2 separate regions of the Oryctolagus cuniculus genome follow, and region 1 is linked to region 2. Evidence: chromatin contacts called from public Micro-C data. All regions are on one chromosome and are shown on one strand. The core of a region is the stretch at or near the end of the contact, and the rest is flanking DNA. Distances in the headings are between cores, read along the strand shown. Region 1 holds the start of HOXD8 (homeobox D8). Region 2 holds the start of LOC108176864.

What was found. A called contact is a pair of places that touch in the nucleus more often than the background predicts.
Region 1: a contact with region 2 is called in a Micro-C map of ear pinna, with 5 times the contacts expected there. The contact joins the promoter of HOXD8 here to the promoter of LOC108176864 in region 2. A contact is called at or near these places in 6 of 6 Hi-C or Micro-C datasets (ear pinna, embryonic fibroblasts, liver and 3 more).

Annotation. Positions count from the first base shown.
Region 1 is chr3:65,100,186-65,104,748 of mOryCun1.1, reverse strand. HOXD8 (homeobox D8) reads left to right here and starts at 2,692. Exons shown (of 3, transcript XM_017342946.3): 1 at 2,692-4,073; 2 at 4,456-4,563. The coding sequence starts at 3,515. It also overlaps a transcript of HOXD11 not described here.
Region 2 is chr3:64,551,668-64,556,209 of mOryCun1.1, reverse strand. LOC108176864 reads right to left here and starts at 2,242. Exons shown (of 2, transcript XM_017342949.3): 1 at 1,450-2,242; 2 at 1-422. The coding sequence starts at 2,004. The coding sequence ends at 294. LOC103348788 (a long non-coding RNA gene) reads left to right here and starts at 1,204. Exons shown (of 12, transcript XR_011387242.1): 1 at 1,204-1,338; 2 at 3,465-3,547.

The DNA.
Region 1 (4,563 bases), core at 1,443-3,942, 550 kb before region 2:
AAAAAAAAAAAAAGTCTCTCTAAAGTTGATATTTAGAAACTTGTGATTTTTGTTAAATCTAGCTTGTCCTATAATTGTGCTTAAAAGGCACAGCTGGCTGATTATAGAATGGAGCTCTACTGGTGTCTGGCAAAAGAAGGGCTGAAAGCTTTTGGAAAAGTCGCTACTGGAAGCTCTAGGGAGCACAAATGAGAATATCCTCGGCATTCAGGAGTCTGTTTGCTGCACTTGACTTGTTGACAATCAAATAGATGAAGCATTATTAGTGTCAGCGGTCCAAGCCCCAGTCAAACTAGAGAACAAGACTGGAATTGGTTTGAGCCAAATAAAAGGGGAAGTTACTCAGTGGGCTCGAGTTGGCATTTGGCCACTAGAGAGCGCTATTGCTCCACTGTCTGATCTCGTAAAGCTGGACTTGCGGCGGAGTAAGGTTTTGATTAAAAATACTTACAATCTTATTTTTAATCCCAAATTAGGATAAATTTAACCAAAAAATAAACAAGTGTGCACTATTAAATTCTCCAGTCGTGTTTGTTAGGCATAAAATTTTGGCTCAGTTGGGATTTCAGAAAATTTGGATTATAGCACATCTGAAACTATAAAACGTTATAGTAAATCAATGCATTCTATCAAAACAGAAATGTGTAAAAGCGTACGTCTTTATTTACGAAGTAAGTCGTGCTCTTTTTCGATAAATACTGTAGACAGGACGCTTAAATAATTTAAAGAAACTGTTTTTGCTGGAAGAGGAATTGTTGTGTGGTAATGTTTTCTGAATTAGGCCTGAATGTGTAGATAGGAATTTTAAGGTGTTTGGGTGTCTTACCCCAGCCCCAGGAACCTCGCAGTTCTAGAAGGTGCGCTGTAGCTTTGAGATCTGAGCTCAGTTCCGTTTGTTTCCCATTTCATTCCCAAACCCTCTCGCACACCGGGAGACAAACAGCGAAAGAAAAAGTCACAACTACAAAGTGAGCTCCAAAGGCTTTATTGAAAATAGTAATCTATTAATTGGGTATTTGCAAAGTCCAAGTACAAATCCTTAACTGTCAGAATCAGTTCGTTCCGTCAGGACTTAAAAGACAGTTTACCTGGCGACAACCTGCAGGAAAACCCAAACAAAAAGCAAACAGAACACCAACCTTGCCCTCCACCACCCCCATCACAGTCTTTCGCACACCCTCTGTAGTAACTTAGGAATTCAGTGAGGCATGTTTTTATCTTCTCAGATGTCTTAGCTTTACCTTCGCCACTTCCAGCCATTCCCTGTGCAGATTACTGATTCAGACACGTTATGTCCTCGCTATGCCTTTGCTTCTCGACCTTATTTTCTCCACGTGTAAAAATAATCAGTCCGCCCGCTCCGACCTCAGCCGCGCGTGCACGGGCAGGGCCGGCCCCCAGGGCACGAGGGCTGGGTGGAGGCGCTCGCCCGCCGCGTCCTGGGGACCGGCCGCGGTGCCAGACGCCCGCGTTTGGCGTGGAGAGCCGTCGTGGCGCGCTAAGCTGAAGCCCGAGCGCCCCCGTAGGGCTCGGGCGTGGCTGCCAGATCCGTGCCCAAGGACAGGCCAGAAGCCTGGCACCCTCACGTCGCTGGGTGATCTCCGTGGAAGAGGGGCTCAGAGCTTCCACACTTCACCCCGCGCGCTCAAGAACCCACGAAATAGCCCGAGTAGGCGAGGAAACACACACACACACGCACAACCAAGACTCACTGCATTTATTGGACATGAAAACAGGAGGAGAGAGAAGAGTGTGTTGGGGAGCCCGTGCGCGGCGGAAGGCCAGGCAGCTTGGGGAGAGCGGCGAAAACTGGGAGCACCTGGCCGAGTCACGCTCGACTGGCCCGCCAGCCCCGGGCCGCTTCTCTGCCCTAGGGCGCATCTTTTTATTTCGGAAGAAGGGGTAACTTCAGGCTGAGGCCCGCGCCCGCTCTCTCGGCAGCTGTTTCCCAGGCGAGGCTGTTCGCGGGAGATGGGGCCGCCCGCCGCTGCCTGGAACCGGCGTGATCCGCACGCCGGCCCCAGGGCTCCGCGGGTGCACGGGCGGGCCTCGGGCCCCCCCAGCCTGCGCAGGTCCGCGGAGCCCCGGGAGCCACACGTCGCGCCCAAGGCAATGCCACCCACACCGGCGTGGGTCCCCCTTCCCGCCTGGCAACATTTCTGTCCCCTCTTGTGTTTACTCCTTCGGCAATGCTAATGTTTCCACCCTCCACCCCCGCCCGCATTCTCCAGCCTCCCGCCCTGCGCCTGGTACTGACGTCCACCAAGGGTGAAATGATGGAAACTATATTCATGGACATGATTTCCATTAAATATCAATTAACCTGGGAGCCTCAGCCAGGCATGCAGTGCGTCAAGGGTAAAATGTACATCTCATTTCCACAGGGCCCACTCGGCTGGAAAAGCAGGGCTTTGATAACGCCAGGATTTGGGGTCACGCTTGCGGCCTTTCATCAAACCACTTAGATAGGCCCGAACAAACGCACGGTCCGGTCCATCAACACCGCCTGTCCCTCTTCCCTGCGCTGCGCGCGCGTGGCCACAGATGCGAAAGCCACGGCCAATCTGTTAGGCCGTTCCAGCGGCTCTGGGAGGGAGCCCTGGACTCCGCAGCCTCCTGGGTGTGGCCTCCCTGGCTCCCCCAAGTCTAAGGTTCCGCCGCGCCCCCTCCCCGCCGCCTGCGGCCCGCGTCCTCTCGGGCCCGGGGCAAAGCCAGCCCTTGGCAGTGCAGCTTTATGGGCCCCCTTTAAGGCCGGCGGAGGCATCTTCGGGCTGGCGTGAGCCGTCCCGTCGGGCGTCGCCGCTCGCCGCCGCGGATCCCTCCGCGCGCCTATCTCGCCCCCATCTCGCCGCCTCTGCTCGAGCGGCGTGGTGCGAAAATGCCTCGTCGGCGCGCACCGGGGCTGCAGCCGCCGCGGCGGCGGCGGCGGCGGTGGCGGTGGCGGCGCGAGTGTTGGGAGGGGGCCGCGGGGGGGGCGAGGTGAGGGGCGGCGGCGGGCAGAGCGCGTTGTGCTTTTTTTTTTTTTTTTGCTTTTCCCTCCAGAGTGGGGGTTTGTAAGCCGAAGCCAGAGTGTGTCCCCGTGGGCCGGGCGCACTTTTTTTTTTTTTTTTTCTTGTCCCGGTGCGCTAGGGCCGCCTGGTGCCTGAGAGGAAACAGTGAAGGCAGCGGGGCAGGTCACCCGGGGCGTCGGCGATTATATTGCGGCCGAGCCGGCGCGCGCCGGGAGAGGCCGGGCGGGCGGTGGCGCGCGGGGGCTGGGCGAGGCCCCGCGACCCGCGAGGGAGGCGGCGCAAGGCCGGGGCGGCGGGCGCGAGCGCTGGGCATGAACGCCCAGTAGTCGAGCGCCCGCGGCTGCCGGGCCTCAGAGGCGACGCGGGCGGGCGGGCGGCAGCAGCGGCGGCGGCGGCGGCAGCGACGTAGCCTCGCGGCCCCAGCGGCCCCCGCGGCAGTGCGGCCGAGCCCAGACGCGCTCGCTGCCCGCTCGGCCCCGGCCGCCGCCCTCGCCGTCGCCCGGATGAATTCGTACTTCGTGAACCCGCTGTACTCCAAGTACAAGGCGGCGGCCGCAGCGGCGGCGGCGGCGGCGGGCGAGGCCATCAATCCCTCTTACTACGACTGTCACTTCGCGCCCGAGGTCGGCGGCCGCCACGCCGCCCTGCAGCTCTATGGCAACAGCGCGGCCGGCTTCCCGCACGCGCCCCCGCAGGCGCACGCGCACCCGCACCCGTCCCCGCCGCCCGCTGGGCCCGGGGGCGGCCCGGGCCCGGGCCCCGGCCAGGACTACTTCCACCCCGGCGGGGGCAGCGCGGCCGCTGCCTACCAGGCCGCCCCCCCGCAGCCTCCGCCTCCGCCGCCGCCTCCCCCCTGCGGCGGGATTGCCTGTCACGGGGAGCCCGCGAAGTTTTACGGATACGATAACTTACAGAGACAGCCGATTTTTACGACCCAGCAAGAGGCCGAGCTGGTACAATATCCTGACTGTAAATCGTCCAGTGGTAATATTGGCGAGGACCCAGACCACTTAAATCAGAGCTCGTCTCCTTCTCAAATGTTTCCCTGGATGAGACCACAAGGTTGGGATGCATTTTTTTTTTTTTTAAGCGGGGAGAGGGAGAGAAATCTGCTTTCATCTCACGTTCTAGCTTTAAAACTCCCCTTTCCTCTCCCTCTCCCCCTCCTTTTCCTTCTTGTGTAGCCACAGTGGCTCTTATTCATAAAGTAATACAGGCATTTTTTTTTTAAAGTAGAAACCATGTAAAGCTGATGGGGACAGAATAATTGTCAAGACCTTCTCTCTGCCTCTCTTGCCTGCACACCTATATATATCAGCGCTAAAGAGCTTGAGTGTTTCACCCCTTAGACCTGTTCAGAAACCTCCAAGCAACTTACAGAGGCACCATTACACTTTAAAAACCTTTATTCCCCCCTCTTTTTTTTTGTTTTTGTTTTAATCAGCAGCTCCTGGTAGACGGAGAGGAAGACAAACCTACAGTCGGTTCCAAACCCTAGAGCTGGAAAAGGAATTCCTTTTTAACCCTTATCTGACCAGGAAAAGAAGAATCG
Region 2 (4,542 bases), core at 993-3,492:
GAACCGAATGTTACACTGATAGTATTTGTATGCTTGACTACCCCACTTCTGTTGGATAAAAATAGTGTCTGAGTTTTTAATTTTTTTGAAGAGGGACAAATGGCTTGGCAGAACCACTTTAAAACATGTTTTTACATTCAATTAAAATGTGTAAGTCCCCCAGTTTCTTGACACAAATGTTTTTATTGTACAATTTTAGATAGACTTGGAAATCCTCTTCTCTCCATTCCAATCCTTGAAGGGGTTACATTAATCTTATTTAAAAATTAGGGAAAACAACCACACTCACGGATCTAGCTGGAGAGAGTCAAAACTAATAGTTGCGATGTTTCCATACTTGCGAAAATACTTTTTGAAGGACTTATGAACTTCAGCCCGAAATGTGAGCTCCGAGCAACATCATACAAGCACCAAGTCTCCTCCTGAAATCCATAAATCAATGCAGAAATGTTTATCATAAATTCTTTAATGCAAAACCGAACCATTGAGAAAAGCCCAGGCAGGGAAACATTGGCTTCTGTCCTCCCATAAACACACGTTCAAAGGCAACGCTGACCCTCATGACTGCTCTGGGCGTTCAGAGGCTGAGGGGCAGGCGGCAGCGCCTGCTGCCCGATCCCGGGAGGCAGGTTCGAGGCGGCAAAGTGGCATCTTATTCTGTATCTCCATCCCTTTTAATTCGTCTTGATCGGCTTTCCGTCTAGGACGGCGAACGTCAAAGCACATTCAATTGTATCTGTTGGCTTTTTGAAAACCTCCCTGCTCCAGGCTATTTCAAATTCAACCCAGAACTTTACAAATGACAATAAGGAGATTTAAATAATAATAATAAAACTGTTAAACTCCCCCCCCCCAACTTTTGACCACAAAAAAAGTTCCAAAACACCGGCAAGCAATTTCAACAGTAAATTGATCATTTCAGGCTGGAAACATCCAGTGGACCCTGCTTATCCAGAGCCCCCCAGAGGCTCCGTCTGCCCTGGGACAGCGCCTCGGCACCCTCACCGTACCCCCTTGGTGGCTGGGAGCCGGTGCACAGGCGCGCAGCCGCCACGGGCACCCCGACAGCCTCAGGCTGCCACCTACACGTGGCGCCTCTAGGATTTCCTGACGGACTTATTTTAAAAATATTTACTTTCTGGCAAAAAAAAAAAAAAAAAATAGCTACTTCTTCAAAGTAGTTTAGAAGCCTGGCCAGCCCTGAAGAAAAGCACGCTGCAAGACGCGTCCCTGCCGGCAAATTTCCGACTTCCCCAACTTCTACCTCGCCCACTGCTAGCGACGCTCCAGACGCAGCGTTGGCCGCTTGGGGACCTGCACACACGACCTGGCACGCGGGTGAGCTCTGGCCCAAAAAAATGCGCCCCTCTCCCCAGCCCCGGGCACCGTGAGCAACGCCTTTCTCCCTCGAGGAAATACTTTTCCGAGCTCGCACCCCTCGTTACCAACCTGCGCGGGCCCGTGGGGGAGGGGAGGCGAGACGGGCGCGGGAGCCGCTCTCGTCAGCAAAGCCAAGGCCGGCGGCAAGGGCGCGCGCGGGCGTTCCAGCCGCTTCCTGCCGGGTCCAGCGGCCACTCGGAACAGCGCGGAGCGGACTGGGGCTTCTTCCCCGGGTGAAGCTTCCACGATGGGCTCGGGGGTGACCTCCCCCCCAGCGTGGGCGTGGGCCGCGCCAGGGCACGGCGGGAACCAGGTGCCCGCCCGCGCGCCCCTCAGCAACCACCCAGAGCGAGGCGCGAGGGTTCGAGCCTCAGGCGGGCGGCCCAGCGGGGCTGAGGGACCCGCGGAGAGGGGCGCCCAGGGCAGCGGTGCACGCTGAACTCCGGACCCGGGGGTGGGGGCTGGGCAGCGGAGAACTCGCTCCGGGAGCTGCCGCGTCCACCCCAAACGCACTTGAACCAGCCGGGCGTCGGCCGCGCTCGTTCCTCGACTTCCCTGGGGCGGGGCTGGCCAGTCCCGGGGCGCTCGCCTGCGCGCCCCACCCTGACCCCCGGGGTGTAGCATCGCCCAGCCCAGAGCTTCCCACTCCCGAACCCCCAATCTGAAAGCCGAGATCTAGGGCCGCCTGCAGCAAGGCTCAACTTACACTTCATTTTCTTTTGATTTGGAGAAAATGTCACTGCAGAGGAAAACACACGCGGCGCGCGCGCTCGCACACCAACCCTAACTGTAACTAGGACTTGGGGTGGGGGGCGGCCAGGGCGAGGCCCGCGCGGCTGCGGGCGCGGGGCGAGCGGCGTGGGCGCCCGTGCGGGGATTCCCGGTCTCGCAGCGCGCCCTAGCGGACGCCCTTCCGCTCGCCGCGCCCCGCGACGCGCGCCGGCTCTCCCCGCGCTCATTACAATCTGCAATATATTATTTCTTCCGAAGTATTGACAATGTGTGAGACTCCAGTAACCCCGGAGCTCTTGTCTGGACTCAGCACATTCATTCACATTTAGGGGGAAAAATCCGAATTAAATCCCCGTGACCCTGATTGGGTTACAGTGTCATTTTTTTCCCCCTGGATCCTCTTTTAAATCCACTCCACACTGCTTCTCTGTCTATTACATGCTAATTTAATTTTACTGTGGACGATATTTTCAGCATTTGCTGAGGACAGTAAATTTTGTAGTTTATGTTATTTCACTTTTTATGACTTTTTAACACTTAATAAAATTTTATTAGAGCACTTTTGTGTTTACAAGGCCACAAAACTCTTGGCAGGTTGTCAGAAGTCCTTTTTATTATGATCCTACTGATATACTGCGAGTAATGAAATAATCATGTCCAGAAATGTATCAAAGGCCAGAGGGATTATCCCACTTAATAGCTCCACAGATGCGCCCAGAAGAATGCGGCCCGCGGCTGGATGGGCTGCGAGGCGAGGCGGCAGAAGGCGGGCGGCAGCCCCCACTCGCGTCTTTGCCATTTCGGTTGCTTTCCTAAAAGGCTACATGCAGGGTCATGTGACTTTCCGCCGTCTCAATAAAAAAAAAAGAATTTATTCTATTGCAAAGTGTGCTTTTCTTTTTATTCTCCTTGTGTGGGCATTTAAGGCTGCTCTAGTGGCGGTGGGGCTGGTTCAGCGTCTCCGTGTCAGTCACTTTCCTCTCCTTTCTAAGTGCACTTTTGTGGCATTTAAGCAGGCGATGGTGACATTGGTGTTGAGCCGGGCGGCTTCCAGAGCCAGTGCTGAAGGCGTTGGGAGGGACCCAGAAGGGCTCCAGGTGTGTTCAGGTCCTTTTCCTCCTGCCAGACAACACCTTTTGCCCTTGCTTTTTGGTTTTACTTTGTTTTGCAAAACAGGGGAATGAGGACTTGAGTTCTCTGCTTTCTGCCTGAACCAGAGAGCCACAGCATGCTGCTTTTATTTTAACTTTTTTTTTTTACTATTATAATTTTTGGTAAGACATGCTATGAGAAGAACTGAGATTTTGCAGCTTTTAATTCTTTACAATTTCTTTTCTTTTTCTTTTAACTAGATTCAGGATCACTTAACACACTGGTGTTAAGTCCATGCTTGCTGCAAAAGGAGATCATTGTATGTCCTGACCCTGAAAGCAAGGTGGGTGGCTTCGTTTTATAACTAAATTTTCAGTCTCCAGCTTCCTAGTTCTTTTTCTGTTATTCCCTAAGTAGTGTGCCAAAGTGATGGGGAAAAACAAAACAAAACAAAACAAAACAAAACAATGAGGAATGGACTCGTAGATGGAGTGACTGTGAAATTACTGTGGCTCTGTCTATAGCACGTGTTTGTTGAAACTTTGACTTTGAAAGGACTTTGGCAGTATTTTCCGCAAGAACGCATGTGCACGTGTGTGTGCATGTGTGTGCATGTGTATGTGTGTGTGTGTGTGTGTCTCATGTTCCAGTATATCACGTTCGTATTGGGTAATCTGTCCTTGTTTCAAACGACCCCTGGGAAGCGCGTGCCTCTCTCTGGATCTCCCCCACCGCACACATACGTGCTGTCCCATTTGGAGCTACACAGGGCAGCTCCTGGGGGCTCTTTGATTTCCGCTTCCAGGGAGCGATTTTGTTCTTTGTAAGTCATTTGCTCCTGGTCCAGCCGTCTGCTGTGTGCCTGTGATGGTCTGGTTCTGAGAGGAGCTGATGAGGGCTTGCACCCATCCCTTTAAAAAATTATGTGTTGAGACTATTTGGGAAGCCGTTTTTCTCTTTTAATGGTGTTTTCCATTTGAAAATTTCAGGCAGTTTTTCTTCCCTCTCTTTTTCAAGTGAATTCTTTAACAGAGTTGCAGAACTAAGAAAGGAAGTAATGATAGGCTCTGAGTAAACATTCCTCCTTCCTTCGGATTATTACTGATGGTCTGTGTGCTTTGTCTTTTACCGCAAGAGATACACAGCTTGTCACAGCAAAGGGCTCAGATCTTGGCTGTCCAAATTTCTGAGTGTTTTACATATGGGAATTTATGCCCAAATGCAAGAATCAAGGGGAGCATATTAATTTTTATTCTACAGAGTGACAGCTCAATTTTATAAGTACTTTGTGTCTAGGACAATTTAAATAATACTCCAGAGGCTACAATAGATTTTACA